5 separate regions of the Mus musculus genome follow, and all the other regions are linked to region 1. A link is a contact called in public Hi-C, HiChIP or PLAC-seq and promoter capture Hi-C data. All regions are on one chromosome and are shown on one strand. The core of a region is the stretch at or near the end of the contact, and the rest is flanking DNA. Distances in the headings are between cores, read along the strand shown.

Region 1 (6,221 bases), core at 146-2,645:
TCTCTCAGCCTCAGTTTACTAGCCTACAAAATGGGGGTGATAAGCTGGCCTGGCAGGAAAGCTATGACCTTCCCCGATCAGGACCCAAATTGCTCTTCAGACCCTGCTAGACAGACATAACATGGAGGCGATTAAACACTATCTAAAATAAAATCATGGAGGAGACGGGATGGAGGCGTGGCTTTAGGAAGGAGTACCAAGAATGAATGGAAGCAGGGGGACATGCCGGTCCCTGCAGGACCCCAAGCCTTACTGTCAGATAGTACTTCATAGGCCTCTGCCACCTCCTTAAATTTTTTTTCAGCAAATTCTTTATTATCCGGGTTCTTGTCTGGGTGCCACTGCAGAGCCTTCTTTCGGTACCTGCAGGAAGTGAGTGCAGAGGGAGGGTCAGGAGACTGATGTAGGCTTTGCCCACCGACTACCCTTTTTGCTTAGTCCAACACCCTTTCACTGCCCCGATCCCAGAATACCTCACGACTGCAGCCTGTATTCAGGGGTTTCTCTCCCTGTGGTGTGCCAGGGATATGAGTAAAAAGGAAAGTCCCTGCCATAAGCCCTTTCTTGGGGTTCTTTTGATAGAGCTATCTATAGCCACAGGGAGAGTGGAGACACTGTCCTGTCTCATAGCCTGGGCATTTTAGCACTGCAACCTGGGCAAGCCCACATGTAGGAGCTGGAGGAGAGGGGAGCTGGGTGTATAGAGGACGCTAAAGAAGGTCAGCTCTTCTTCCCTGGCTGGACTTGGTCTTCGTACTTTCCCAAGGGTCTCCTTCCTCCCTTCAGCCAGACCTCTAAAGGGCCCCTGGCACTCAGGGGGGCGGGGAACAAGGGTCAGAGCCTTTCTGTAACACAGCCGAGGCACTTACGCCTTCTTGATGTCATCAGGGGACGCACTCCGCGGTACGTCTAGAATCTCGTAGTAGGATGCCATGGCAACTCAGCGTCAGACGTCCCTCCTCCAGGCTGCGGGAGAGAAGGGGTCAGGCCGACAGAGGCACCGCAGCTCCGTGCGGCCGCAACCCCGGGCAGGCAGGCGACACTTCGAGGTGGAATCGGGCCGGGGAGCCACGCCTGCGGCCAGTGACTAGGCTCCTTCGCAGCCTTTATCTGGTCCCGCAGGCCGGTGCCCAGGGCTATCTCACGGCAGGAGTGGGGAGCCCTACCCGAACCCCCTAAGTCTAGTAACCCGATCTGAACCCCCAACCTGACCCAGCTGGGACCGCACCTCCTCTGCCGGGAGTCCCGCCCCTGCCCCCCGCAGGGGAACCGCCTAGCACCCGCTGCCCGGCTCGCGGCCACTGCGTACGACACGCCAGGCTGGGTTGTGTGCGCAAGCATGCGTCAGCGCCCTGGAAACTACTAGAGACTCAGAGGGCCGGCTCGGCCGGTCACACGAGGGGGCGGGGGCGGGGGGGGCGGGGGCGCTGCAGGGGCTGCTGGGAGATGAGGGCGGAGCCGTTTATTTTAGTTTTTCACCCAGGCGACGTCATTCCCAGGTGGGACTTAGGAGGCTGAAGTCGGCTATATCTTTCCAGCTATGACGCAGTCTCTCAAACACAGGCAGAGGGGCGGTCCGCAAGCTAGGTGCGGGTCCCCTGTCCTGTCGCTGGCCTCTAAAAGTGCTTCACGATCCCTGAGTACTTCCCCCAGGCCATCACCTCCAAGACTCACCGAGTCTCCTCTGGGCCTAACCCTTCTTCATAGCTTAGCTCCAGTGCTAAGTCTTCAAAAGAGGCTGCCCTGGCTCCCCTGAGTAGGTCAGACCTGCTTTTTATAGAGTCTCGTGGCATTTTCTTCTCCACACTGTCAGAGCCACAAATTAACATTTATTTGATGATCATCTATCTCCCCCAGTAGAATGTAAATTATACAAGGTAAGAATTGTGTCCTCCTTCGTTCGTCATCCCCTTAGTCTTTAGTCAGAATTGAAACGTATCAGTTGGACAGCCGAATAACACTTGGAAGACTTTTAACATTTTTGACCTAGAAAGGGTGAGGTAGAAGAGCCTAGTATGAGGAAATTAGTAGACTCAACGTTTCTCTTCCACAGCTGATCGTAAGTAGATCTATTTAGCCTCAGAATGATTTCTGGATTCAGATCTCAGGAAAAGGGAACCTTCCAGAAGTGGGTCTTGTTTTATTCCATCTGGCCAATTCCTAGACATTAGTGTACTGTTTTCTTAGTAGATGCTGCCAGAAGGTACTAAGAATGTAAAGCTATGGGGATAGCTTAGGGGTAGAGTGCTTGCCCAGCAGCCGCCAGACCTTACTTAGCCTCAATTCCCAGCACTGGGGGAGGGATAAAAAATGGCATGGGATGTCACACACACACACACACACACACACACACACACACACACACAGCCTATCAGCAGAACCCACTGGGAAACTCAGAACTCTGAGAGCAGGGAGACCTGGCCTTGCAACCGGATGCTGCTGTGTGACTTGGGAACATCCAAGGCCTGTTTTCCCCCTTAAGTATAGGTAACACCTAGAGTTGTTAGAAGTCAAATGAAGCATGGTTTATGGAAGCTGTTATTAGCATAATGCTTTCTGGTGTCACACATGACCCAAGCAGGAATGGTTGTATGAGTCCAGTCAGTGTTTCAGGACAGGTGACCTGGGGACATCTCATCAAAGCAACAGCTTGAGCACCAACCAAGGGAAGGCTGCCGTCATTTTGTCCCCTTTTCCTGTCTCCCCACCTTCTGAACTCCTGCCTACATCTAGAGACTTCCTACCTACACTTGGGGAATTTTGGTTGTTTCAGCCTTAATAAGAGATGAAGTATCTACCACAGAACTTTGAGGCTCTTGCTTCCCTGATCTAAGGGTGCAGGCACAAGATGAGTTCTGCCAATGAGAAGTCACGACTAAGTGGGACTTCAAATCTGAATAGAGAAAGAGAGATGAAGGTGAAGGTGGCTAAGAATTTGCTTCTGTGTAGTGCAGGTTGCTGTGGGTCCTTCAGCGGCCTCTTGTGCCTGGAGGAGGAAGTGTCTGTCCCCGTGCTGAGGACAGATGATCACTGTCGGGAGGGAGGGGACAGAGCTGCCAGACCTCCTTTGTCACTGCTGTTTGAGGTTTGGCTGCCAGCCCTGCATTGACTGAATCGATGCGAGTTCCATACGTTGCTAATTTGAGGGTGATTTAGTGGCGGGAAATGGTTGATTTAGTTTAGTTTTGCTTTGCTTTGCTTTATTTTGTTTTGTTTTGTTGGTGGTTTAATTTTCTTGGTTAGCTTCTGCTGATTGCAATCGAATTCTGACTGACCCAAGGACCAAGAAGTACTTATATTTGGTTTAAACAAATCAAGAGTAAGTAAATTACTCCAAAATCTTCCAAGTTTTTGCTATTTTTCTCTTTCTCTCATCTCAACACACAGCAGGCTAGCACCTACCAGGAATGTGATATTAAGAAAAGCCAGGCTGGAGAGATGGCTCAGTGGTTAAGAGCACTGACTGTTCTTCCAGAGGTTCTGAGTTCAATTCCCCCACAGGGTGGCTCGCAACCATCTGTAATGGGATCCAATGCCCTCCCTGGTGTGTCTGGAGACAGCTACAGTGTACTCAGAAACATTAAAAAAAAAAAAAAGGATAGAATAGAAAAGCCAGGACTGGTGAGATGGCTCCTCTGATCGCCACTTGGATGCTATGTATGACTCAGGTGTGTGCATACAATAAACATTGCACCTGCACTATAGTCTAAATCCGAGGTGTAGTCTCAACCTTTGGAAGGCTGAGGAGGGAGAGCTACTTCAGGTTCAAGGCCAGTCTAAATAGTGTCAGCTCAGCCCGGACTGCAGAGTGAGGACCTGTCTACACAAAGAAACAAAGAATGCAGGAGGCTGAGACCAAAGGGTCAAAATTAGAGGGCAGCCTGAGCTATGTAACCAATACTTAGAACTTGACAGGATATAAATGAATGCATGGAACATACCTAGCAGAAGCAGATAAAGGCTTACTTTTCTTCATTCACAAAGGAAGTCAAAAGAATTTGCAAAACAAACTTCTTTTTAAAAATTTTAATACTGCCAGGTGAATGTACTTCCAGGACTCAGTATAATTTTTATAAACCCATTCTTGGGGGAGGGGAGGCATGGTCCGAGAATGGAGTCATGTGAGGAGATTTCTTAGTGCTTGTGACCTCAGTGTCCTCAAAACATGAGATTATTCTTGGACTATGCTATTGTTCCCCTCTCGGGTGTAGCAAGGAGGAGTGAGGTTACTTCAGATTTTTACTTCAGATTATTTGTTACAATTGCCCATTACCCGTTTATGTGCTTCTGTGGAAAAACACGTTTTCTGTCAAGTGTGAATTGTCTACTCCCTGTGTCCTGCCTTGTGATTGTACACTTTACCCATGAGACTTCTCTTAGCCCTCAGAGTATAAATTGATGCTCTGGATAAAGAGTTGGCTGTTGCGTGAGACTTTACTCTGCCTTATTTATCGACTCATTCTCCCAGGTCCCACCACCTCTAGCGTGGTAGTGGGGAATGTTGAGACAAGGCTTCATCTAGCCAGCCTGGCCTACAAAGCAAGAACTACGCAGTCACTGACTCAGGGCTACACAGAGAAACCCTGTCTTGAAAACAAACAAACAACAAAAAAACCACAAATGAATAAACAGTGGAAATTATGTTAAAAAATAAAGAGGGACTGGAGAGATATGTGGTTCAGAGCCTGCAGAGCTTTTACAGTGGATATGTTTGGATCCCAGTATCCACACTAGGTAGCACCCAAATACAGCCTTCTGCAAACCCAGCCTCAGGAGATCTGATGCCCTCTTCTGACCTCCGTGGGCACCGGTATGCATAGATACACACAGAGACACATACAAACACACATTGCTTTTAAAGTAAATCTTGTTTTATTTTGTTTGGTTTTTGCATCACGTTTCTCCGTATAGCCCCGTCTATCCTGGAACTAACTCTGTAGAATTTAGCGATCCACCTGCCTCTTGAGTGTTAGATTTAGTCACATACCACCGTGCCAGGCTTTTAAAAAATAAGTCTTTGGGCTGGAGAGATGGCTCAGTGGTTAAGAGCACTGACTGCTCTTCCAAAGGTCCTGAGTTCAGTTCCCAGCAACCACATGGTGGCTCACACCCATCCGTAGTGAGATCTGGCGCCCTCTTCTGGAGTGTCTGAAGACAGCTACAGTGTACTTATAATAAATAAATAAATCTTTTTTAAAAAGTCTTTATTAAAACAAACAAACAAAAACAAAAACAAAAAAACTCAGGTGCAGTGGAACATACCTGTAATGCCAGCACCTAGGAGGATCATGAGTTGAAGGCCAAGTTGGATTACATAACAAGACCCTGTCCCAGAAGAAAGGAAAAAATGATAAACACAGAGTAATGTTAGGTTTGGTAGCCACCAACAGGAGAAGCGGATACAGATTTATTACTGCATCTCACGAAAAGCTGTTGGTACCTTTTGAATCCTGGAGCCTGCAAACATAAATATTCAAATATACAGAAGAACTTATCCTGGTTGGGAAGTTAGGGCAATGCCGAGAAACCCCATGCGTAAAGCCATAAAACCAGACTTGGACTACAGCACAAGGCAGCTCACTCCAAGCACTAACGAGTCACAGGGACAGATAGGAGATAGGACCCAGGGAAAGCCAGTGAAAGGAATGTGTCAAGGTTCTAGATGGTTCTGGAGTCTGTGACCTAAGCTGGAAGGTGTGGCAACAGCAACCCCAAGAGGAGAGAGGCGGGGTTTCAGAAGGAGATGGCCGAGAACCCCACCTTTGGAGACAAAGACAGATTCCTGACACAGCAGAGGCGAGGTCCAAGGCTGGGGACCTGGCTCAGGAGTCTACCTGCAGGAGGTAATTGCTCCCTAGTCTTAGAAGTGTGAAGGATGAAAGCACTTCCTAGGGTTGAGGGAGTCCCCAGGAGCCAGGCTGGGTGGTGCTCACAGCTGCCCCAAGGGAGCTAAGCTGGGTGGTTCCCTTCCCACACTTAAACCCCATCCAACCCAGGCCTGTCAGTGCACGCCAGTGGGAGCTTGGGGATGTGTGTACTAGCTATGCCACATAACTGGAGGAGGACATAGCCACAGAGACAACCAGGGTGGGCTGGTTGTCTCTGTACACCAGACAGAGAAGAGCACCGTGCCTATCTATCTGGAAACACAGCCCAATTGGCAGGTCACTTACTTTCTTCTTAGTCCTCCTGATGGCCTGTCCCAGGTTCTTGCCACACCT
Region 2 (5,422 bases), core at 2,357-4,856, 430 kb after region 1:
AGAAACAGCAGACAAATCCACATGGAGGAATGTTCTACAATGCAACCGGTCTGTAATCTTCTCAATTGTCCCGGGTGTGAAAGTAAAGCATTGTAATTGTGTCAGATGGAAAGACAGAATCCAATGGGGTGAATAATTCAAAGCTGGAGCCTTTTGTTACAAAAGACAGCACTGGCCCAAATGACGAAAGTCTGACAAGCATTGGTGTCAATCGGGCTGCATTGGTACTACGAGGCAAGCTTCCTGATTGAGAGCATCATGCCGTGTTAGAAGGAGAATGTCTATTTGAAGAACTCATGTCCTAAAGCACTAGGGATAACAACAGGGTTACATCTGCAACTTACTCATGTGGTTCAACAAAGGCGTGTGTTCTCTGTACAACTAGTCTAACCTTTCTGTATCTTTCTATCGGTTTCCAAAGGCAAACATAGGGCTGGCCGTGTAGCTCAGTGGTAGATCCTTGCCTAGTATTTGTGAATTCAGTCCCCAGTATCTGGAGTGCAAGCAAGCAGAGAAGAGTAAACCATCCCTGAGACAGAGAAGAGTGAGAGGAAAACCAGGCCAGAGGATGTCCAAAAACACATAAAGTGTCACGAGAGAAGGCAGCAGATGCACACGGTGCGAAGAGTGAGTAGACTGAAGAACAAGAAGAAAGCATGAGGCCTTTAACCAGTTTTCTGTGTTGCTCCTTGTGACAACATCTTCATAGAGGAAAATGATTATTCTGTCACCCACAGACAACAGTGGAGACATCAGACTTAAGGACTGTCTTATTTTTTATTCCCGTAAAGAGGAACCATGACTACGGCAACTTTTATAAAGGAGGCCGTGTAATTGGGGCTGATTTACACTTCAGGAAGACATGGTGCTGGAGAGATAGCTGAGAGTACCATATTCAGATCTATAGGAAGGGTGGCTGGGGCAGACAGAGGCAGAGACACAGAGAGACAGAAAGACAGGTGCGAGGATAAACGTATAAATATAACCGAGTCCATTGAGTGTTGCGTGTATGTATTTTTTTTTTTTAGGGCTGACCAGAAGTAATAACACAGTGTGGAGCTGGTGGTTAGGAGCAAGAGCTTCTCTTCCAAGATCTGGGCTTAGGTCCAGCACTCACGTTGCTGCAGTTAACAGCTGCCTCCGACTCCAGTTTCAGGGGACCGACGCCCTCTTCTGGCCTCTGTGGGCCATTACACATACAGTTGTTATACACCTCTGTTTTTTAAAATAAGGTTCTCTATGTAGCCTTGGCTGGGCTAGAACTAGATATTTAGACTAGGCTAGCCGCAAACACATAGATATCTAACTGCCTCCTTCTCGAGAGTGTTTTAAACCTTTTCAAAAAAAAATAGTGTGATGCCCACTTTTGGACCAAAATATTCACGTATGGAATCATTACGATGACAAAGTCAAATAGGCTCATTTTAAACAAATGAAAACTGCTGATAGACGGTGAACAAATTTTAAACCACCTATAATCCCTCAACCGAAATAATTCAGCTCTTGGATGCCTGTCCGATTTCTTACATTAAAGGGAGACCCTGTCTCGTGCTATTTTTTGTTAAGGTACCCTTCCCCAGTGTAGAGCAAATACTAAATTACTGAATCAGCCGCTAAATAGACTTCAACTACTTCATTTAAAGGACAGAGCAAGGAATTCCATTGAACAAATATGCCGTTAAATTTAGGACTTTTACAGTAAGCTCGGGAAGGCTGGGGGTGGGGAGTAATCGTGGGGCGTGGAAAGACAGGTCTCACATCCTGAAGTCAGAGCTTGCCACCTTGTGAGGTTCAGAGAAGCTAGGTCACTGGGCTGGGTTTTAGGCACACACACAGGCAGAACAGAGGGTCAGTGAGATCGTGTCGGGCAGAAAGCAAAGAGCCTGCATGGCAGGATTTTTGGAGCGACGCGAGTCAGAATGTGTTGGGTTTCCAGCAGGCAAAGGAATGAGTGGAATCCGAGACCCATGCATCATGAGCAGAAACCCTGGACACTGCGCAGAAGCGCACAGCACAGGCCCGAAAGCTGATGCTTCTCCAATCCTCACCAACAGAGGGCGCCATGTCCTCAGTAGTTTATGGTGGGCGGTTCCCAGCTGCCAACCAGATGTGAGAAGCTGGACTGCGGGAGGCGCGAAGCTTTACTGGAGCCCCTGCAGACTAGCCCGCGGGATAGAGAGAGAAAGAACGGCAGGGGACAGGGTGGTGGCAGAACGCTCCAATGGATTCTATGCATACTCCCTGATTGTTTTCCTTTGCTGGACAGAAAGAGGGAACCCTTATGCCCAAAGAGGGCGCCGTTTTGTGTCTTCCACAAAACATCAGTTACAAGCTGGCGGCTGCCCTGTGGTTGGCTCAGCAAAACCAAGCTGGGTCCATTGGTCAGGGCGTGGGGCCAGGAGAGACCCACGCGGCAGCCTGCGGTGGAAAAGAGAATAGGCCGCAGGGGCCTTGAACTTTTTGAGTACACACAGCCTTGGATCCCAGACGTTGCAACACACACACACACGCACACGTGCGCGCGCGGGTGTAGCCTGACGTTTCAGATGAGGACCCTGGGGTCAAGGACACCCCCAGGATCTCATCCTCTTGATGTGCCTGCTGTTCCCTACTCCCAGGATTCCCGGGGTCTCCAAGACAACCCTGCTGTGCAAAGCTGTAATTGGCAGCGGACTGGGCCAGGCGGAGGCTGGGCGGGTGGCACAGAGGCGGGCGGGGGGCTTAATTGCAGGGCAATGGCTAGAAGTCTGGGCTTCAGTGCTACTGGGAGTGGAGTGGGACAGGTCTCTTAGCTCCACAGGCCCGACCAGGAATAGCCAAGTGGGGTTTGGTTGATTATTGGAAGCTCCTTCCTTGGAAACAGAGGCCTCGGGGCTTTGAACCCCAAGAAGGGTTCAACAGCAGGAGGAGGACACCTCAGAAGAGCTGGAGTAGGGGAGAGGACAGATTCCAAACTCCCCACCCCAACCTCAGAAACCCTGGTTCATCTTGTCCGAGACTCCTCCCTTGTTCTGACCATCCTCTGCTCCCCTTTCTGCCGCCCCCGTCACCCCCCTTCTCATGTCCCCAGGGCGCTCCCACCCTGGGGAAGAATGTGCCCTTCTGGCTCACCCTTGCCATGGTAACGGCACACCCCCACCCCCGCGCACCACAGCAGCGGGGCCTGGCCCTGCGGGCGGCGTGTAAAGGCAAGGGGGGGGGGGAGGACACACATCTCCCAGGCCCGCGGACACACCTCGGCTGCCCTGGTTGCCACGGCAACCGGGGGCGTTGCGGAGTGCGCAGTCTCGAAACAGCAAAGGATTCTCTCCGGTACCCCTTACTCTTCTAATTCGCTCTGGACAGGATCCAGAGAGGGATTCTGGGGTGCCCCAGGTTCTGTCCTCAAGCAACTCAAGCCTTTTCAGAAAGAAAAGGCAGTCTAAGGGCCCCAGAGAACCTAGCACCTGAACAGGGATCTCCCTGTCGCCAGCCTGTCCCCCTCCCCCAGCAGAACCCAAGGCGGGCGCTGACAGCAGGAAGCTGGGAAGGACCGGGAGGTACGCAGGCCCCACAGTGGAGCTGTGATTACAGGGACCTGTCCCTCCCGCCCCCGGCTCCCACTCTCATTAAGTCATTTTTTCCCCTGTTGGAAAGTCCCCGTGCCTTGAGCACAAGGGATGGGGCGACCGCAGGCAGCTGCCGGCAACCACATGAGAGGGGGGGTGGGAAGGGAGGAGGGGGGCTGCGATTGGAGCCTGGCCACTCTCCAGGGTGGAAGGCCCCCTACCGGAGGCGAGCTGGGGGAGCATTAATTCAGAGAAAGATAGAAGGACCTCCGGAATGATGGCCTTGACCTTGCTTCTCGCCCAGGAACTCTACAGCTGGCAAGCCTACCACTGAATGCCCTGCCCCTTTAAGCCCCCTGGCGGCTGGAAAGCCAGATGCCTGGGTCCTCATCCCATTCCAGCCGTTTCTCCCTGACCTCTAACCCCAGCACTGCGTCCATCAGTACATGGCCCCATTTGCTGTTAGTTCCTACCTCCCTCCTTTCCCGACATTAGACCTCAGTTCTGCCTTTGAAAAAAATAATCTAATGTCCCTCGGGTCGAAAGTGCACAGGAACCAGGGAGGTCTTTTCTTCCTTGGAAGGATCCCTGGTCACTTTCTGTTCCCATTCCAATTTTCATGGCGGGTGACTTCCGAGCTCTCCAGCCCACCTTCGCCCTAAACTTGCATTAAATTCATGATCCCATTGTTGTTTCCGACCAGTAGGTTGTTCCCGCTGTAGGCTCCAGCCAGTGTGCCTAAGCACAGCACCCACCCTCCCACCTGCATCATCTTTTCCTTCTTGTAAGGCCTCCCATAGACCACTCTGCTATTATGGGGCCCAGCCTTGTGGTCCAGATCAGGGAGGCTGTGTGGTGGTGGCTTAGGGAAACAATAACTTTGTCCCTTTCCCAACTTTACAGGTCACACTAGCATATATCAGACCACTGATTCTGACCACTGGAGTCCCATTGAGGCTCAGTGTCCAGTCCCCTGCCCCCACTCCACCCTAGGTAGCATATTCGGCAGTGTGCAATTTCCTCCTTATTCCCAAACTCCATCCTATAACTCACTTCCCCAAGCTCTGAAAGGCAGAGGAGGTCAAAGCTAATGCAGTAGTGAGTGCTGCTAGGGGCGGGGCTCTCCTTTTACCCTCCAATCCCCCAGCATACCTCTTCCTCCCTAGGATGGGAGGGAAGAAGGGGGGAACCCGGCCCCTAGAGTTCTCTCCAGGATGAACAAGAGGAAAGGAATGAGGCAGGTGTGTCTGTCTGTTCCTGCCTACCCCTCCTCCCTCCCCTCGGAGACTCTCACCCACCTGCCTGTGGGACTGTTTGGGGGGTGGGGTGGGGAGACAAACCCAAGTCTCTACTGAGGTGACAGAACTGGAGAGAGCCCTACACCTTGGGCTTGCCCAGGGGCTACTAAAATGCCACAGTCACCCAGCAGGGAGCTGAGAGCAAGTGGGTCCAGTCTTCCATCTGGAGAGCAAACAGAGATGTATGGTTTCAGAGTCACCCCCTCAAGGGATAGGAGCAAGGAAACGTTGGGTGGGGGTTGGGTCTCTGTGCAAACTGGCCTTTGGAACAAGACTCGGTCTGAGCTTGGTTTATCAAGATGGATGCCACTAGGCGATACATGGAGACATCTATTAAGTGAAGGAGCTGAGCAATAGGCCTGGATGAGGTAGATAAACCTGTGTAAATCAGATCCTGGGGGCTCTGTTCTAGAAAGTCATCAGGCTTGAACCACAGGGAATACAAGCGTCCTAGTAGAAACATAAGAACCTAAGATGGTGGGGGGGGGGGTGTTCACCTGCTAACTGACATCTTCAGCTGAGGCTCTGGGGGAATGAGGGGCTCAGGATGGCTTCCTATGCACCCCTAGCTTTCCT
Region 3 (5,813 bases), core at 1,124-3,623, 290 kb before region 1:
TTCTGAAACATGAGGCCCCTAGCTGTCCTCTGGCCTTGACCCAAAGATGCTCTCCACACACAAAATAAAAATATTTAAAGAAATAACACCCCTGCGCTTCCACACTGCAACCACCCACTTTACACAAAGGCCGACTGTATTTGATCTTTCTGTCTTTTTCTGGTTGCAAGAATGACATGCACATTTATAGAAATTCTCAAACAATATTGAAATGCATGTCGTTGTCCATTACAGCACTTCTATAAAGCTGTTGTACCTAATAAGACTATCAGCCCTGTGAGGTCGTCTTTCAGATATATTCCCCACTTAGCACTCTATCAGGAAAGTACAGTTATAATAACTGTGGACATTTTTTTAATATATTCTGAAACCAGGTGTGGTGGTGCACACCTTTAATCCCAGAATGTGAGAGACAGAGGCAGGTGAATCTCTGTGAATTCCAGACCAGTGCAACAAAGTGAGGCCCTGTCTCAGGGGGATGGGGGGAGAAAAATCAAGAAGTCAAAGAATATTGCAGAAGTCAGGTGGAGGAACATCATATGCCTATATATAATTCCATAGGATGAGTCACTAAAGCAGAAAGATCATAATTTCAAGGCTGGCTTGGGATACCAAGAAATAGCAGAGATCTCCCACACCCTTCACTCAGCTTCCCCCAAATTGACTTACAGAATTATAGTACAATTATCAAAACCAGGAAATTAGGTGTTGATAAAATATAGTGTCAGTTCTATTCTGTTAGTGTAGATTATGACAACCACCACCATAATCAAGACACAAAGTGATTCCATCCCCACAATCATATATGAACTCTACGATTCCGAGCCTGGGAGCCAAGTCAGATCTTTGCTGAATAATAAATCTTACAGCCTTACAAAGAGATTTTTCTATGTACTAGACACTGAGTATAGACATGCACATAATTCAAGGTGTCCCCTGGAAGTCTAGAAAAGGCACAGCATGGGAGTAATTATTAACACAAACCAGAAAATGAACTGCCATCAAGAGACTCCAAGGATGCCATGGTGGGAGTATATAGATATGGAGCACTAATGCCATCGAGGTCACACATTCCAAATGACAGCTGCTTCATCTAGATCTCATCCTTATCTCCTAAAGACATCCATTAACCCCACCTTACAGATAGGAAAGCCGGGGCTCAAAGAAGAATCTCTCCTTTCTGTGTGTGTGGGGAGGATGCTAGGGATTATAAGTCAAAGTTTTGTACATGCTAAACATATGCTCTGCTACTGAACTATATCCCCAGCTCTCAAAGAATCATGATTGTGATCATTTAGCTGATGATGGCAACCACATAACAAACAACATAGTGCCAGGCGTGGTGGCACATGCCTTTAATCCCAGCACTTGGGAGGCAGAGGCAGGCGGATTTCTGAGTTCGAGGCCAGCCTGGTCTACAAAGTGAGTTCCAGGACAGCCAGGACTACACAGAGAAACCCTGTCTCAAAAAAAAAAAAAAAACAAAACAAAAAAACAAAACAAAACAAAAAAAAAAACAAAAACCAAACAACACAGTGATCTTTGCCATGCCCAGGCACTGGGGCAGCAACTATAGTAACACTATCTTTTGAACACTTATTATGCATGCATGCACTGCACTAAATAAGCTAACTAAAATCCCGCTATCTTTTGCGTTCAATACAATCCCTATGCTAACCTATCTGAGAAGAATACTGAGGGTCTAAAAACTTATCCAAGTCTGATAGAGGGTTGGGACTAACCTATGTGGGTCTCCAAATCTCTGGTGTCTAAGGTGCTTATACTTGGCTTTCGGTACAAGTGATTATGTTCTTGTCTGCAAGTGTTTAATCTATTAATGATCCCTTTCCTCTGGAGAGTTAAGTGCTATGAGAGATGGATAGAGTTTAGACTGTCAAAGGCATGACTGTAAACAACGCGTCACAAGGAACACACCCAGAAGACGCCGGCACCTCGTGACCCCGCCGGCAATGACTCGGTGATTCCCGGCGTTTCTGGACAGTATCGAACACACCTAGAACTCCCAACCAAATAAGCCAGAAGTCCACTCACCCGACTCCCGCAAAAGTCCCGCCAGCTTCCACACTACTGAATCCCGCGGAGCGGTCGTCATAGCCACGGGACGCTGGGGGCGGAGCCTGGGGAAAGGGGAAGCGGAAGAGCCTCAGGTGGGCAACAAAAGCCCAGAGCTTTCGTGCAAATGGAGGCGTCGCGCAATGTAAAAAGTAAGCATCAGCTAAAAAGAACGATCTCTCTGACCCCTTTTCCAAAAAGCATTGGGCCTCGGGAGCCCATGGGCCCGCGTAATTCGCACTCCAATCACTTTGGCAGCCGGGCTCTTTTAGGGCAGGAAGTCCCGCCCCGGAAGGCAAAGGACCTACCGGAAAGCATGCCTTCGCTACCGGAAGCCACGCCCTGGGCGAGCCGATGTGTCAGTAGGACGGAACTAGCCGGGATTAAGCCCCTAACGGGGCCCCAGGTCTAGCTCGGCTCTGGGTGGCCCCTTCGGCAGAGAGAGAAACCTGACTCTTGTTTGCAGACTGGGCGGGGAAGCAGAGCTTGGAGAAATGGGATCTTGTATTAGAAGGAAAAGAACTCATCCAAAACAAATACTGATCTTCCAGTTACATAGCTGTCCTGTCCTTGCGAAGTTCTTTTATATCAGCCAGAAGGGCTAAGGCTGGCAGGGATGCCACTCTCAAACCCCCTTTGCTGTCATAGTCCTCAGTCTCTAGACTTATTTTTCCTTAGGGTTTAGCACACTCTCAAATTGGTCCCTGGTCTCTGATTTCAGAGCTCTGGAAGCAGAGGCAGGAGGGTCTCAGTGAGTTCAAGACCAGCCAGCTCTAAATAGTGAGTTCCAGGCTAGCCAGGGCTGCATAGTGGGATCCTATCTCAAAAACAAAAATTAGTCACTGGTAATGACCTGAACCTGTATTTGTTTTGTTTTGTTTTTAACTGTATTTACAGCTCAGTACACCTAACTAAAAGTGGTTTTCCTAAATTTGAAAATAAAATATATCAATAATTAACAAAAGCAAGACTGTTGAGTTTTCTACTTCCAAATTGGCACTGTAGCTTTTTTTTTTTTTTTCAAGATAGGGTTTCTCTGTGTAGCCCTGGCTGCCCTGAAACTCTGTAAACCAGGCTGCCTCTGCCTCCCAAGTGCTGGGATTAAAGGCGTGCGCCGCCACCACCACCCAGCACCACTGTAGTTTTTACCCTGGCTCTTGGTCTGGCAGTTGACATCAACTTCTGGTCTACATTATGAAAACATTTCTTAGGATGGAGTGACTAGCTAGGCTTGGGAGGGGAATGTCTTTTATGAAACAATCCTTTCTAACACAAGAAAGTTAAACATGAAGTGTAGGACTGAAGAGATGGCTCAGTGAATTAGAGCACTGGCTAGGCTTCCAGAGGACATGGGTTCAAGTCCCAGTACCCACATGGCGGCCCACAGCCATCTGTAACTCCAGTTCCAGGTGGTTGTACAATCTCTTCTCATCTCCATGGGCACAGCACATGCATGGTGTAGAGGCATTCAGGCAAAACATTCATACATGCAAGTGTTTGCTTTTAATGAAAAATCTAAAGAGTAGAGTTGGAGTCAGTCAGTTTTAGAGGTGGTGGAAGGCTTCTCTAGCCTGAACAAACTTCCTATATACCGTCTCATGGATCTGGGACATTTTGTGCAATTGATAATCCATTACATAGCAACTGTCAGTCCTTGTTTATCGATCACCTGAAGCTGGCCATGGGGGAGGAGCCATAACAATCAAGTCAACTGTATCAAGCCAAATTCTCATAGGCAGAAAAAGAAACAAAAAACAAAAACTCATTCTTTTGATATCCTGATGTGGTGCCTTGAAACCTTTGCTTTTTGGCCTGGCTTCCGTGGTCCACAGTTATTGTGTGAAAATCCTCCATTCACATGGGTAGCCCCTCTCTCTACTCAGGTTTGTCCTACACTACCGAGCTTCCAGATAAGTGAACGAGAGAAAAATCAAAGAAAACAAAACTGTATTGGGGAGGGGAAAGCTAAGCTAAAGAAGCAGCAAGAGAGTAAACAGCCGAGGCCTGTCCTCCTCCCTGAGAGGCCCACTCCCCTTTCTGTCCTTGGCTTGCAGGCAAGGCCTTGGCTGCCTTCCAAAGAAGTCTCTCTCTCTTTTTCTCCCTCTCTTGCCTAAGTTACATTCTTCTGTAAATTGCTACTTATAAAATTTCTTTTAATCAAAGGGAAAAAGAAAATCCTGTGTCACCAAAGCTACAAAAACAAGTGCACACGCTTTGAGCGTGCACCAGATCCATAGAAGAAAGCAAGAACTGGACCTTCTGGTGACCTGGCCAGTGACAACAAATCATGCTTTGGATGAGACCAATTAGGATTGTAACGGTGTCAGTTCAGTACAGGTTGGATCCCAGTCCCAACACATCTTAGAAACGGACAAGTTGATTCTAAAATTTATCTAGGAGACTAAATACATACAGGGCCAAGAAACTTTGAGAGGAAATAATTGAAAACAAAATTTAAGAGACACTAATAGGGGCCTTGCCCTACCAGGCAGCAGAGTGTCCTCCAAAGTCACAGTGACCAAAGCCTGATAATAGCAAAGAGATAAACAATAGATCGACCGAACACAGAGCAGAATAATTACTAACTCAACAGTCCTGGGGGAAGTGCCTGTCCATCTGGAAAAAGCCAATTACTCTCCTTGCATTCTGCACATGAGGTTTCAGAAATATAAAAGCTCCAGAAATATAAAAGTGCTAAGTGTTTTTTAAAATAATAAAGAACAAATAAATAAACAAATAAACAAACCTGAGTAGGATGGCATATCTTTGTAGTCCCAGAATTTAGGAGACTACCACAGAAGGATTTAGAGTTCCTGGCCAGCCTGGGCTACAGTAGTGAAGTCTTAAAGAAAGAAGAGATGGAGAAAAAAAGGAGACGCTAGAAGAAAAGGAAGAGAGAAGAGAAGAGAAGAGAAGAGAAGAGAAGAGAAGAGAAGAGAAGAGAAGGAGAAAGAAAAACAGAAACTGACTTTAAGTTTGATGCTTAAAAGTGCTTCCCAAAGATTTACCTTAACTGGCCTGGGTAGTACAAGCCTGAAATCCCAGCTACTAGAAAGGATGACGGAGAAAGATCACTTTTGGGCCAGCCTAGCCCAACTTAGCAAGAGGGTCTATCTCCAAAATAAAAAGTAGGGAACCTGGAGAGATGGCTCAGTGGTCAAAAACAGTTGTTACTCTCCTAGAGGATCCATGGTGAATTGCCACAAGGGCCTGTAACTCCAGTGCCAGAGACTCCAGGGCCCCACTTCTGGTCCCTGCGGGATCCAAGTACAGAAGTAGTACACAGGCATACATGTAGGCAAAATACCCATATACATAAAATAAAAATAAAATGTTATAAGTACGAGCTGGGCAATGGTGGTGCAAGCCTCTAATCCCAGCACTCGGGAGGCAGAGGCAGGAGGATCTCTGGATTCCAGGCCAGCCTGATCTACACAGAGTGTAGTTCCAGGACAGCCAGGGCTACACAGAGAAAGGCTGTCTCAGAAAAGGCATTGCCCACAAAACCTAATAACCTGAGTTTGACGCGCCAGGCCCCACATGATGGAAGGAAAAAGCAAGCTGACCTCTGACTTCGAGACACAGCCAGCATTGTTAGCATTCCTTATTCCTCCTAGGCTCAGTCCCAGTTACCTGGCAACAGCCAGGTGAGCCTGACTCACAGTAAAAGGGCCTGCTTGGCCCCTCCTCTCTCCTGCTTTCTTACTCTAGCTCTGACCTCTTGCCCCTTCCTCCTCTCT
Region 4 (6,192 bases), core at 3,609-6,108, 260 kb after region 1:
CTCTTGATGACGGATTGGAGTGCATTTTTTTCTGCTCTCCAAATGCCCCTATGAAGTGAAGTAGCAGAGCCTTTCCTAGCCTTGTTAGGAAGGAAGAAAGAAATATCAGTAGTCATGAAAAGGCATTTCCAGTTGAAACACTGCTAGGTAGCTTGGGTTCTGTTAATACTTTAAAAATTATTTAAATTGTGTGTGTGTGTGTGTGTGTGTGTGTGTGTGTGTCACATACACTCCTACATGAATGCTATGGCATGCTAGGGGAGGCCATGCTTTGTGTGTGTGTGTGTGTGTGTGTGTGTGTGTGTCACATACACTCCTACAGGAATGCTATGGCATGCTAGGGGAGGCCATGCTTTGTGTGTTTCACAGAGAGTTGTAACTGAACTTCCTTTGTTCCTGTTCCCTGCCTGCAAAGGTCAGATGGAATGAGGGTAAAGCCTTGGCCTCTTGAGCAGGTTCTGAGATGTGGGAGAATACAGGCAATTAAAACAAGAGTTGGTATGGGGAAATGAGGAACGATAACTCATATGGGGCAGGTACCCTTCACAAGCACTAAGGGCCAGGAAGATTGCTTAGCACTTAAGAGCACTTGGTTTCCAGGTCAGGTGGACTCTCTACCTCCTGCAGTTCCAGCTTTGACCATGTACTCACTCCATGGTATAGACTCTCCTCCATGTATCACAACTTAAAAACATCTTCTAAAACACCAATATTAATTAATCATCTCCCAAGGTCCATGCACTAGTGCTCCTAAGGTAGGTGTTGGTCACTTGTTTTTGTGGTGAGGGAACAGGGGCTTTCAGACCTGCTAACACAGCAGGGAACTGGTGTGGTGTAGGGGACAGTGACCCTGGGCTCTCTCCCTCACCTGTGTCTTGATGAATCACTGAATTGTTTGGAAAACCTGTGCTTTGGGATGCCAGTCAAAGTAAGTTAACGAGAGCACCCCCAGCTTCTCTGTATGAACTATCCTTTGCACATGCTTTGAGTTAGCTTGGCATAGGAACAGGGCCAGGCAAGAGAAGGCTCGGTAGCTGACTCCAAATGGTGGTGAATACCTATAAAGGGACACAGGAGGAAAAAGGATCAGAACTTCAAGACAGTCCCTGATACATGTGACAGGTGTGAGGCCAGTCTGAGGCACAGCAGTGCCCCCAGTGTGCTCTTCAAGGGGAAACACCCATTTCCCTGCTCTGTTCTCTTATTAATCGCCTCACTAGCTCTGTGGTATAGGTCTTCACATTCTTGGCCTGCTTTTCTTCCCCTTCCCTCAAAACAAGATAAAATATATGAATCAGGTGTAATGGAAGCTCAGGTTTGTTTTCTTCTTTTTCCTCCTCTTCTTCCTCTTCTTCCTGTCCTCCTCGTCCTTTTGATACATTGATGGGGATCAAACCTGGGGCTTCACTATGTTAGACAAACATCCTGCCACTGAGCTATGCTCCAGCCCCAGCCTCCCTTTGACTTAGGGGTTTCATTTTAGGTTTCTAGATCACTCCTTTTGTTCTGTCTGCCCTGTGCCTGACTCCTCTCATGTAACACCCATTATATGAGCTTGAAGGTGTGTTGGCCACCTGTACCAGCTGATTTTGTGTCAACTTGACATGAGCTAGAATCATCAGAGAAAAAGCCTCAGTTGAGGAAATGCCTCCATGAGAAGCAGCTGTAAGACATTTTCTCTTAGTGATCAATGAGGTAGGGCCCAGACCATTGTGAGTGCAGCCATCCTGGACTTGTGGTCTTGGATCGTACATGAAAGCAGGCTGAGCAAGCTATGGGAAGCAAGCCAGTAAGCAGCACCCCTCTATGGCTTCTTCATCAGCTTCTGCCTCCAGTTTTCAGCCCTGCCTAAGTTCCTGTACTGACTTCCTTCAGTGATGGAAGTGTAAGCCAAATAAACCCTTTCCAGCTTGTTTTTTGGCCATGGTGTTTTGACCCAGCAATAGGAACCCTGACTAAAACACCAGCCTGTTGGAGGTTCTTACCGCCTGCACTACTCTCACCTTGCAGCCTGTCTTCCCTACCTCACGCAGGCTACTCTTCTGAACATAAAGTGGAGCATTTCACCCTCTGCATCATATCACAATTCAGACAAACACAGGAACCTGCCATTTACCTGCCACGCTCGTCCTCTCATGCAGCGAGAGCACCTAATTCACCATTCATACTGAGACGTTGAATAGAGAAAAAGGCTCTAATGATAATAAAAATGAGCAGTAGACACAAACTAGACTGTTGTGAAAATAACTCAAGCACATGGATTACTCTCTCACTTCCATTTAGAGTTTTTTGAAATTAACTTTGTGTTACTGTCCTTGACCTCTGTTTAGAACTATATCACAGGGCTGGAGAGATGGCTGTGCACTTAACAGAGCTTTCTGCTCTTCCAGAGAACTGAGTTCAGTCAGCTATCTGTAACTCACCTCTAGGGGAGTCTGACACCCATGCACAGAGATAGGTAGATAGATAGATAGATAGATAGATAGATAGATAGATAGATAGATGGTAGGTAGATAAATGATAGATAGATAGTAGGTAGATAGATAGTTGAAAGAGTACATAGCATTCTTGTCCCATCTACAATACCTTGATTAGGATATTTTATTTCATGGGCTCTTTTCTTATCCCATGACTATGACTTTGTGTGTGTGTGTGTGTGTGTGTGTGTGAGAGAGAGAGAGAGAGAGAGAGAGAGAGAGAGAGCCCTTAGCATGCCACACTTGCACCATGGCACACCCACGTAGAAGTCCGAGGACAACTTGTGGGAGCTGCTTATTTCCTTCTACCATGTAGGTCCTGGGTATTGAACTCAGGACATTAGGCTTGGAGGCCTTTATCCGACGGAGCCATCTTGCCAGCCCCTAAGAGTATGGAAGAGTCTTCTCCCTAATGTGTAAGCCTCCAGAGGGCAGCACCTGCTCAGTCCTGAGCTCCTTGGTGTTTCGTAGACTTGAGGAGGCTCTTTAGATGCGCCCTAAATCATCTGTGTTGTTCCCACTTACTTATTTGGCAAACCCTTTGGCAGTTAAGGCCTTAGAGGAAAACTCTACTGCTGTTTCTTATCTCTAAGAGAAGCTAATTGAGAGAGTCACCAGGAGTCCCAGGATGGAGCTGTGGGCACTCTAGGGAGAAAGCAGAGTTTGCCACAGTGCAGGAGGGAGGTGAGAACTTCTTACCTTTAAGGAAATCTCATGTTGGAGGTCTGACCTTGATGGCTGTGACTGGGTGAGGGTTAGTCCCTGGGCCTTGGAACGATGCTAGCTCTGAGACAAATGCCAGAAGTAACCCAAAGGAGGATGCTGAAGGGTTCTGGTTAGCTTGCTTCCCCTGGTCTTGAAATAGCTGTTAAATCTATCCTCAGACAAGCACAAGTCCATAGAGGAGCTGTCTATCAGTGTGAGCTTTTCTCGGGATTCTAAAGCTTCCTTTTCTGGAATATCTCAGAAGAAAGAATGAGTGAGCAGACCACATACCTCTAGTTGAAAGTGCGCATTGAGTTCTTGCTAACAAATCCCCTGGGATTCCTTGAATTTCTGCACTGTGGGTGTGTGTTTTGGATTTGATCAAGTGGCAAAGACTGCATAAGAAGGTGGTGAGTTTGGGCCCTAGGAGCAAAGATGGGCTATAACAAGGGCGGCCGGAGGGTGGGGGTGGGGAAGAGACATCTTATGGTTCTTTCATTTTGGTTTTCACTAAGTTTCTTACATTGTGTAAGCAGGAACCAGAGCCCTAGTGAATTGTATCGGAGGGTAAACGTTTGTTGGCTATGGAAGGATTGATTATACAGTGGCTAATGTAAGGTTATATAGTGGCTGATGCAAAAGTCATACAGTTGCTGATGGGAGTTATACAGTGGCTCATAGAGGGCTATACAGTGGCCAATGAGAGGGTTATATAGAGGCTGATGGGTTATACGGTGCTGATGGGGGTTATACATTGGTGATGGGGGTTATGTAGTGGTGAGGAGAGGGTTGTACAGTGGCAATGAGAAGTTTTACAGTAGTGATAGGGGTTATACAGTGGCAAAGGGAGGGTTGTACATTGGCAGGTGGGGGTTCTACATTGGTGATGGGCGGCTATACAGTGCTTGTGACTATTGATGTCAATGATGAAGAAGGACTAGGAGTGAAGTAAATATAATGAAGAGTTCTGAGTCCACATTGTTTCAGTATTATTTGGGGGCCAAGGAAGCCTTGGCAAGCACTATCAAGTAGAGAAAGTCAGTTATGAAACACAAGGAAATCTCCATGATGTGACCCTAATTCAGAAAGAATTAGGGTTGCAATCCAGTGGGTGTGTGTTTAGCTTTCTCGTTGCACTCTGCATGACACAGCCCACTTGTTCACACTTTTGTGCCACACATATTCCCATGGTGCTCAGAGTCTGACTGTGTAAGGTCACCACTTTTGAGGCTTTTTCAGGAAGCTCAGTTGGAAGCCCTGTCTTCTCTGGGTTCCTGTCACCATTGGCTTATAATTCTGTTACAGCAGATCACTTGCCACACAAAACAAAACTGTAAGTGTATGCCTGTCACACACATGCAAATGTGAGTTTTCAGAGGTTAGCTTTCACTGATGGCTGGTCAATGTTTCACTCAGATCTGTTCTCAGGAGGGCAGGCCTGAGGTGTCCACCCGCTGCACCTCCTCCTATAGTGCCTGCTATCTATAATCCCAGCCCACCCACCCCCAAGGGGGTGGGGGTGAGGCTTGAATTGTCTCTGGGCTAATCAGATGGATGGTCATGCTGTAGGCTCACCTGACTCTTCTTGCCCTGCCTGCCGTTGTGGTCAGTGACCCGCTCTATGCTGGTACATGGTGCTCCTGGCTAGGCATACTTACAGCAGGAGACACTATTTACTTTGCTTAGTTCCACTCCAGCATTCTTGCTTTGATCTCTGTGGCTGCCCCACCTCACCCCTGCCATTGTCCTGCCCTGGGAGCTCATGCTGTTCCTTCCGTAGCTCAGGTGGCCATACAGCTCTCTTCCCTGGCCATTCTGGGAGCATGTGCAGGGATGAGTCCTTAAGGGCTCCAGTCTGTACCAGTTGTTGCTTCCCCCCACCCCCACATTCAGTTGCTTTCTTTTTATCTGTTCTGTTTTCTTGTCACCTTAGTGATAACCGATAAACTATGATGTAAGAGATTGTAGATTGTGAACCTGGTAAGGGCTAGATTTCATTTTGACTAATTCTGCTGTACAGAGAAGCAAATATGTAGTGGTTTTATGTTTATTTCCTAAAGGCAGACTGCTTAGAATTTAACTCTGTTTTTCTGCTTACTAGTTGAGACTGACTACTCAGCCAAATGTGTCCTAGTGCCTGCCATGTTCATTCAGTCACAAACTGTTGAGTCCCTAACGGTCAAGGAGCTATTCTAGGTGACAGGAAAGTGGTAATGAAGAAGAGGGAGGAATGGGTTAATATTTAAAATACTTAGAGCAGTGCACAAAGTAGGCAGTTAGTAAATGATGCTGCTAGTATTTTTCTGAGACTAGACCTGTGAGTGGGATAGCCATTGGCAACTATGGGGCCAGTCTCTGAGAAGGAGAACAGAGGAAAGACCAAGGGTAGGTTTCTAGACTTGGATTAAGGTTCAGAGTAGCTGTGGCTCGAATCCCTTCTTACTTCTTGTACTTCATTTCAGAGTTAAGTGTGCTGGATAAAAGCCAAACCTAGAGAATCAGTTTGTTTTGTTCCATATGAAGGTAGGAGTCAGTGACATGGACTGCCTGGACTCACCTGCCCAGCCTACTTATGCAGGCAGTGCTGTGCCTACCGAGTCATATGTGGGTGACTAGAGCAGGCATACATTTCAGAGGAAAGATCCCAGACACTGAAGGAGAAAAGCTTTTGGTCTCTCTGCTGCCAGGGCTTGCTGCCCAACTAGAAGAGGGCTGTCTTTTAGAAGAAGTGGCCTATGGAGTAGAGAGCTGAACCTAGTAAAGAGAAGTAGGATAGAGGTGCCAGGGCCCACTGCTTACCTTTGGTTTCAGTCCCTTCCTCAGGGAGTGTAGTTGAAGATGGCTGGTATGATAACTCATGGGGATTACTGCTGGAGGCAAAGTTTAGACTCTAGGCTCCCTGATTCATTGTCTGTAGTTTCCAGTGAAAGTCCAAGCCTTATTAAAACCTGAGTTATATTGCAATAAAATGAAAGAAAGTCCAAGCCTGAGGTAGTCTTTATGAGGTGAG
Region 5 (6,254 bases), core at 3,049-5,548, 310 kb before region 1:
AACACCTGCAATAGGTATCAAGGTGAGGGCTCAGAGGCTGTCAGAGTTGGGACTGTCACAAAGGAGAAACACTGGATCCCCAAAGCAGACACCCTCGGGCTAAATACCTCATGAGGCCTCCGATCCAGCTTCTTCTTCTTCTTTTTCCTGCGCAAGATGGGCGCCAGGCCACTGGGGCTGCCTCTCCCACCCTGTATCCGGGATGGTTTCTTCACCAAGTGTCGCCGCACCCCGGGGTTATCCTCCAGCCGATGACCTGTGGGCAAGGTAGACGTGGGCCCCAAGGATCCATCTCAAGGTCATGGCCCACATGCTCCAGGCCCCTTTTGTACCCACCAGGTCCACCTGGCTGTAATCCCACACACATTCTCCAGGTGGCCATTTCACAGATGTGGAAACAGTCTCAGAAGAGGAAAGGCACAGTACAGAGCAACATTGTAGCACTGGCCAAGTCACAACAAAAGGCAGATCCCACTTAAGCCTTCAGTCCTATCCATACCCTGAAGTCCTGGCCACAACCTGTGGGGCCATGGGTCCAAATGCTTGTCTCTAGACACCTAGCTCCCAACACTTTCATATCCACAGCACCCGAATCCCAGCCCCACTAGTGCCTATCAAACAAGCTTATGAAGGGTTGCTTGGTCATCTTCCCACCTGCCCTGCCCAGACGAACAGCTGGAGAGAGGCTAGCTGCCTAGTTACTCACAAGCAGCTACCCCTGCCAGGGGGCTCGGGTGGCCCCTCATGGGCTCCCATAGGCCATAGTCTTCAAAGTCCAGTACAAACATTTCCAAATCCTCTGAGGCCACTAAGTCACCAGCGCTGGGGCTTGGATTCCTCCCAGGGCCTTGGTCTTCAGTGTCCCCGGGCTTAGGACTCAGAGTCCCATTGGGCTCCATGACCTTGTCCAGCGGGCTTGTCATTCCCCTGGTGGCCAAGGCCTCACTCAGCCCTGGCTGTCCCAAGAATTGGGAGCCCCTGCCGGAGCTGCCTTTGCCCACACAGAGCTGGATGTGGTAAGGTTTCCTGCTTCCAATTCTCCTCGTCCCCCAAGTCTGATCCTGTCGTTATCAGCCCCCACCCTAGATCTGTAAATACACCCTCCCGATGACCCCCCACTGCCGCTACCATCGGATTGTTCCTGTCCCTGTCCTCAGGCCCTGGCAACTTTCCATGACGTATTGAGCTCAAAGCCCTAACTCCCCCCACCTCTGCCCCCGCCCACACCCTGTGAATCTTAGGAGGAGGAGGAGGGCAGGAGACCAGCGATGCCCCTTGCCTGGGCACAGAGCCCCGTGGGTGATGACAGGTGGCACCAAAACCAGGCACTGATAAGATGGAAGGAATGTGCCGAGATCACAGCCAGGCCAGGGCAAGGGTGGTAGGAAGGAGTGAGGGCAGCTGCAGGCCTGGCTTGGGAAGAGGTGAGGCCAGGAATGGCAGCTCAGCCCTCAGCCTCCAGGCAGGTGGGTTAACATGGCGTTTACAAAGGAAGAGATCTCAGGAGAGCCTTCCTCCAAGGGGGTCGATTTATGCAATAGGTGACTCAGAGAGCACTCCCGAGTGACACTAAGGAAAACAGCTCTGGAAGAGCGGTGGCTTAGTCAGATGAAGCTCTCTCTGCCACGGGGCTACTATGGAAAGGACTAGGTGGGGACACCCTCTTCAAGGTCCCGCCACGGGGTCTCACTCACTCTTCATGTCGTCCAGATCGGCAGAACCCAACATTTGAGCCTCCGCCTCGTCAGTGGGCACCCGCTGCTCTGGCCCAGGGTTGCCCAGGGCACTGCCTGGGCACAATCGCTCCCGCAGGTCATAGCTGGCTGATGGACTCCAGGGCCGGCTCTTCTCTGTGGAGATTCGGGAAGCCCGGGCCCGGGGACTGGGGGAGCTGAGGAAGTTATGAGGCTTTAGGTTTGATGGAGAGAGGCAAGGAGCTGCTGAACTAATGAGCTCTTATACACGCCCCCCTCCCCAGCCTCGAGAACAAGAGTGAATACAGAGGCCTCCTTTCCCAGCATGCTCATTCCTTCCCACTCGCTGGCTCAGCTTGTCTACCTGTACCCCTCTCTCTTCACCAACACCTCAGGCCTAGAGGACTCTTGGCCTCTTGGCTCTACTCTCTCTTCTCCCCTCTTGCTCCCTCCTCCCACTTGTAAACCATGGAGTCGGATGAGACTCTCCTCACTCTCTCGGCTTTCCGGGTCATACCTACAGACACTACTCAGGGTTAGGAATCAGGCAAGTGTCAGGGACTTGGGCCACCTGCTCTGGATTGCAGTGGGTTCTGCTCAGTGAGGGCTGGGTCCAGGGAGCTGGGACTAGTACCTGCCGGAGCGCTGGGGGCTCTGGTCAGACTGCAGGCCCACAGAAGGCAAGGCCTTGGCACAGGGAGCCTTGACAGGAAGGCCTGGGCTGTCATCTTCATCACTTCCAATGGAGAACTGTGGACATACATGGACAGACTCATCACTCAGGAGCCACCTCGGTCACATCAGGTCTTGACCAGCCAGCCCTCTGTCCATGAGGAGACCCTACCTTTGCTTTCTGTGGGGGACCTGGGGGTAGAGGCTCCACAGGCTCTGCCTCAGACTCTCCCTCTTCTTCCTCTTCTTCCTCCTCCTCCTCTTCTGCTCCAGCTCCCCCCTCCTCCTGGATAGGGGGTGTCCCTTCTGATGGGGGAGCAGAGGTTTTCTCTTTCTTCCTCTTCCTCCTGGTGTGCCGAGCAGAGGTGGGGGGCGGTCGCCGAAGCTTGTGGGGTGGAGGCAGGCGGGCTGAGAGCGGGTGATGGGTGTGGTGGGATGTGTGCCGGTGAACTGGAGGTGCAGGAGAGTGGGTTGAGACCCCTGAAGCAGAGTGGGGCTTCCCCCACAAGGAGTTCACACCTTATTCTAGCGTGAGATCTAAAACAAAGGCACCCCCAGTCTTTCTTCTAGAGCCAGGACACCCCTCCCAACTATGCATCCCTGCTCCTGTCATTGGTGAGGCCAGGTGGAGTGGGGACAAGAGTGACATAGAGAGAAAGTCGCAAAGGGGAGTCGGGAGATGTGGTACCGAAGAAAGAGAGAAGCTGAGGGAAGACACATCAGGAAACACAGTGGGGCAGAGGGTGAGTGGGACCCAGTGCACGATGAAGGTCACTGAGAGAGACCTCAGGCGCATCTCCCCTACATCTCCCCTGACAGGTGAACAAGGTGATGATGGTATGAGAGGCAGGATGACTTAACATGGCATGGTGGCCCAGCACAGCGTCCAGCACAGGATGACACTGAGTGATCAAGCCGGAGGTGAGCGCAGTAATGGTGGCGATGAAGGTGATGGTGGTGAAGGCTGGGGTGCTAGGGGTCCCCAGGCTACCCACACTCAAAGTCCCGCTCGCTGTAGCTGCGGCTAGGCTTCTCGGGGTCCCAGGCCGGGGTCTTGCTGATGAGGTCCCCAAACCTGCTCACAGCCAAGGTCTTGCCCAAGTCATCATCTTCCTCTTCTACATCTGGACCCAGAGGGGGCTCCTCCAAGGGCACCCGGACCTGCAGGCCAGATAGCCTCTCCTAAGGACCCCTAGTTCATGAACACTCCCCACCCAACCCCAACTCCATACTTCAAGGGCCTTCCCAACACCTTCACCCTTGCCTGCATCAACATCCCCAAAACACCCTCTGAGGGCTTCCCCCCAGGTTGTGGGAGCACCAGCCACAAGTGCATGAAATACCGAAGACCCCCTATTCCTCTACACTACCAATACAGCTCTACATCTGGATCTGGTGGTCCCAGGGTCATCCAGAGGACACCCCGCCCATCCTGCCCCTCCTCCCCCACCCCACCCCCACGCATCAGTCACCTGGGGTAGGGGGGAGGCGCCCCCGGGCGGCGGGATCACCCCATTAGCCATGGCAGGGCTGAAGACTGAAGACTTAGGAGTCTCTCAATCACTATGGGACCCAAACCCTGGGTGAGAAGAAGGGGGCGCTGCAGAGACCTCTTGGGGAGCCTTGAGGAAGGAGGGCGGGGTCAGAAATTGCGCTGGTGGGCCCCCTCCGGGGTGCTCCATCCCGGTGCCCAGCCCGCTCTCCCTTCCGAGGCCCAACCCGGTCCATGTTAGTCCGCTGTCCCTACCCGGCCCGGCGCCCACGCCTTGCCCTTAAGTACCTCCGGGCTCCGGAACCTGCGGGGCTTGGGAGAGCCGCCGCGCCCCATGTCCCTCCCCGCAAGCTCCGGGGCGCGGCTGCCGGGTTCCCGTCCGGCCTCTCGCCGCGCAGAGCCCGGCCAGGCGGACGCAGGCGCCGGAGCCTGCAGTCCACGGCTCCACCTCCTAGCGCTCGGCTGTGCCAGCCCGCCGCCGCCCGGCCGCACAATGGGAGTGGACGATCCCTGACTTACCCCGACCAGGCCAGCGTGGGCCCCGCGCTCGGGTCCCCGCAGGATCCCACCTGCCCGCAAGACCCCTCTCCAGGCGCCCCACGCATTGCGGGGGGGGGGGAGGAGGGGCGGGTGCACGGCCCTAAATTCCCACAATCCCTCAAACACACTCCTCCACCTTGCTTTTAGCCACCCCTCCCTTTCCCTCAGGAGCCCTGGAGGAGACCCTCTTCGCACATACAAGCCTCTCCAGCTTGGACACGAGATCAGAGACCCCTGAAAGCCATTGCCCTCAACACCTCCAGCCTCAGCTCAACTGATGCCCTTCAAAGGCTGGCTTCTGGCGCTGGGCGCCACCCACCATTTGACCTTGGCACATTATCTACCCATCAGTAGCCAGAGGCAGCTGAAACAGGGGCATTCCAATTGGGCCAACCACTCTAAAATCCTGTGGCTAAGCTCTCACTGTTCCTCCACCCGAATCCCGCCCCTGCTCCTCCAACCGTGGAGGACCTATCTCACTTTCCAAGGTCAGAGAGATGTTCGCAAAGGGCACCTGGACACCCCCACCCCCCACCCCCAGTGTTCTCTGAGTCTCTGAAACTGGGCATCTAGAATAACCCATGCTCATAAAAGCCCTGAATGACAGTCCGTTTAAGCCAGACCCCTACACCTTAGAACAAACAAAGGGAGAAGAACTGGGGGTCAGCAGAAGGTGGGGTGGGAAGGAGGGGAGAGAAGCATGTACAAAGTAGAAGCTGCTCTGACCCCTGCGCTGCGAGATCTCAGCCCTACCCAAGGGAAGAGTGTACACACAGAGCCCTGGGGATTGCTTGAAGCAGCTGGTCGCATCCCATCTACAATCAGTTCAAACAGTTCAGGATCCCCAGGCCAGAGAAATGATCCTGCCACAACTAAGATGGATCTTCTGAGAGCTGGGCATGGAGGTACCCGGCTTTAATTCCATCGCTTAAAAGGCTGAGAGCCTGGCAGTGGTGGCACACGCCTTTAATATCCACACTTTGGAGGCAGAGGCAGGCGGATTTCTGAGTTCGAGGCCAGCCTGGTCTACAGAGTGAGTTCCAGGACAGCCAGGGCTACACAGAGAAACCCTGTCTCGAAAAACAAAAACAAACGAAAAAGGCTGAGTAGTCTCTAGGGGTTCAAGGCAAAACCTGGTCTACACACTGAGTTCCAGCCAGCCAGCGCTACATATTAAAACCCTGTCTCAAAAAACAACAACAAAACCCTATCAACGGAACAAACAAAAAGCCAGTTTATCCATATCAATCCAGAGAATCCCAGATAGGCATGGCCCACCTCTGAGGTGATTCTAGATGTCATCACGTTGACAATTTACACTAACCATCCTAGGGAAGTATTATTCCTTTGTCTGAGAACATGGGGATGCAGGAAGGCGTGATCCCCCATAGAGGTTCACCTAGGAAGAAGGTTACCCACAAGTTTGGGCATCCTTGGTGGATTGCAGATGATGGCTGTCTGAGCCCCGGCCATTTATTCCAGACTTCTCACAGTCATCCGTGTTTACAAAGATGTCAGCACTGGGTGTCAGCTATGCAGAAACAGGACATGTGAGTTGCTTTCCTAAAGCCAAGCCCATGACGCCCATGGGCTGGCGTTGAATTGTGTCCCCTGAAACTCACATGCGAATTCTCAACGTCCATGACCTCAGAATGAGCCCTTATTTGGAAATAAGACCATTGTAGTTGTTAAGGGCATCCTGGAGTGGGGTGCTCTCCTTTCTTATCCGATATGGTGTGTCTATAAAAAGGGGAGATTTGGACACAGACACACATGGAAAGAACACTGTGTGAAGACTGGCGGCATGCCACCACAAGCCAAGGAAACTCCAAAACACGGAGAGGCCTGGAACAGGT

What was found. Hi-C and Micro-C count contacts between places; a contact is called where the count stands out from the background. HiChIP or PLAC-seq counts read pairs in DNA pulled down with a chosen protein or histone mark. Capture Hi-C pulls out chosen DNA fragments and counts their contacts.
Region 2: a Hi-C map of CD8 T cells shows a contact between it and region 1, with 2.2 times the contacts expected there. The contact joins the enhancer-like site here to the promoter of Dnajb2 in region 1. A contact is called at or near these places in 2 of 39 promoter capture datasets (embryonic stem cells and pre-B cells), 2 of 484 Hi-C or Micro-C datasets (CD4 T cells and CD8 T cells), 3 of 115 datasets of contacts at active chromatin or transcription factors (embryonic stem cells, memory CD8 T cells and pancreatic cancer cells) and 3 of 9 other capture datasets (adipose tissue, liver and macrophages).
Region 3: a promoter capture Hi-C map of liver shows a contact between it and region 1. The contact joins the promoter of Stk11ip here to the promoter of Dnajb2 in region 1. A contact is called at or near these places in 5 of 484 Hi-C or Micro-C datasets (CD4 T cells, CD8 T cells, memory CD8 T cells and 2 more), 8 of 115 datasets of contacts at active chromatin or transcription factors (double positive thymocytes, embryonic stem cells, extraembryonic endoderm stem cells and 5 more) and 4 of 9 other capture datasets (adipose tissue, embryonic stem cells, liver and 1 more).
Region 4: a contact with region 1 is called in an H3K27ac HiChIP or PLAC-seq map of extraembryonic endoderm stem cells. The contact joins the enhancer-like site here to the promoter of Dnajb2 in region 1. A contact is called at or near these places in 5 of 115 datasets of contacts at active chromatin or transcription factors (astrocytes, bone marrow-derived macrophages, differentiating embryonic stem cells and 2 more) and 1 of 9 other capture datasets (adipose tissue).
Region 5: a contact with region 1 is called in an H3K4me3 HiChIP or PLAC-seq map of embryonic stem cells, with 12 read pairs. The contact joins the promoter of Slc4a3 here to the promoter of Dnajb2 in region 1. A contact is called at or near these places in 3 of 39 promoter capture datasets (hippocampal neurons, pre-B cells and stem cell-derived epiblast-like cells), 2 of 484 Hi-C or Micro-C datasets (embryonic stem cells and uterus), 2 of 115 datasets of contacts at active chromatin or transcription factors (embryonic stem cells and pancreatic cancer cells) and 1 of 9 other capture datasets (adipose tissue).

What each region holds. Positions count from the first base shown.
Region 1 is chr1:75,231,597-75,237,817 of GRCm38.p6, reverse strand. It overlaps Dnajb2 (DnaJ heat shock protein family (Hsp40) member B2), which reads right to left and starts at 1,395. Exons shown (of 9, transcript NM_001159883.1): 1 at 1,229-1,395; 2 at 870-966; 3 at 254-363. The coding sequence starts at 934. It overlaps A630095N17Rik (RIKEN cDNA A630095N17 gene), which reads left to right and starts at 5,725. Exons shown (of 3, transcript NM_001243090.1): 1 at 5,725-5,843. The coding sequence starts at 5,744.
Region 2 is chr1:74,804,940-74,810,361 of GRCm38.p6, reverse strand. No RefSeq gene overlaps it. Among named protein-coding and RNA genes, the nearest start is that of n-TGgcc3, 9.2 kb to the left of the region's middle. Within about 2 kb of position 3,606, at least 125 of the 459 cell types and tissues checked have an H3K27ac peak or open chromatin away from gene starts, as enhancers often do. A contact at or near this core is called in CD8 T cells and memory CD8 T cells, where this site is marked.
Region 3 is chr1:75,518,089-75,523,901 of GRCm38.p6, reverse strand. It overlaps Stk11ip (serine/threonine kinase 11 interacting protein), which reads right to left and starts at 2,373. Exons shown (of 25, transcript NM_027886.3): 1 at 2,260-2,373; 2 at 2,053-2,138. The coding sequence starts at 2,113.
Region 4 is chr1:74,970,502-74,976,693 of GRCm38.p6, reverse strand. The region is part of intron 6 of Nhej1 (non-homologous end joining factor 1); the gene reads left to right. Among named protein-coding and RNA genes, the nearest start is that of Ihh, 22 kb to the right of the region's middle. Within about 2 kb of position 4,858, at least 30 of the 459 cell types and tissues checked have an H3K27ac peak or open chromatin away from gene starts, as enhancers often do. A contact at or near this core is called in differentiating embryonic stem cells and extraembryonic endoderm stem cells, where this site is marked.
Region 5 is chr1:75,544,506-75,550,759 of GRCm38.p6, reverse strand. It overlaps Slc4a3 (solute carrier family 4 (anion exchanger), member 3), which reads right to left and starts at 4,298. Exons shown (of 23, transcript NM_001357150.1): 1 at 4,147-4,298; 2 at 3,839-3,988; 3 at 3,362-3,527; 4 at 2,539-2,816; 5 at 2,329-2,444; 6 at 1,695-1,891; 7 at 108-256; 8 at 1-5. The coding sequence starts at 3,889.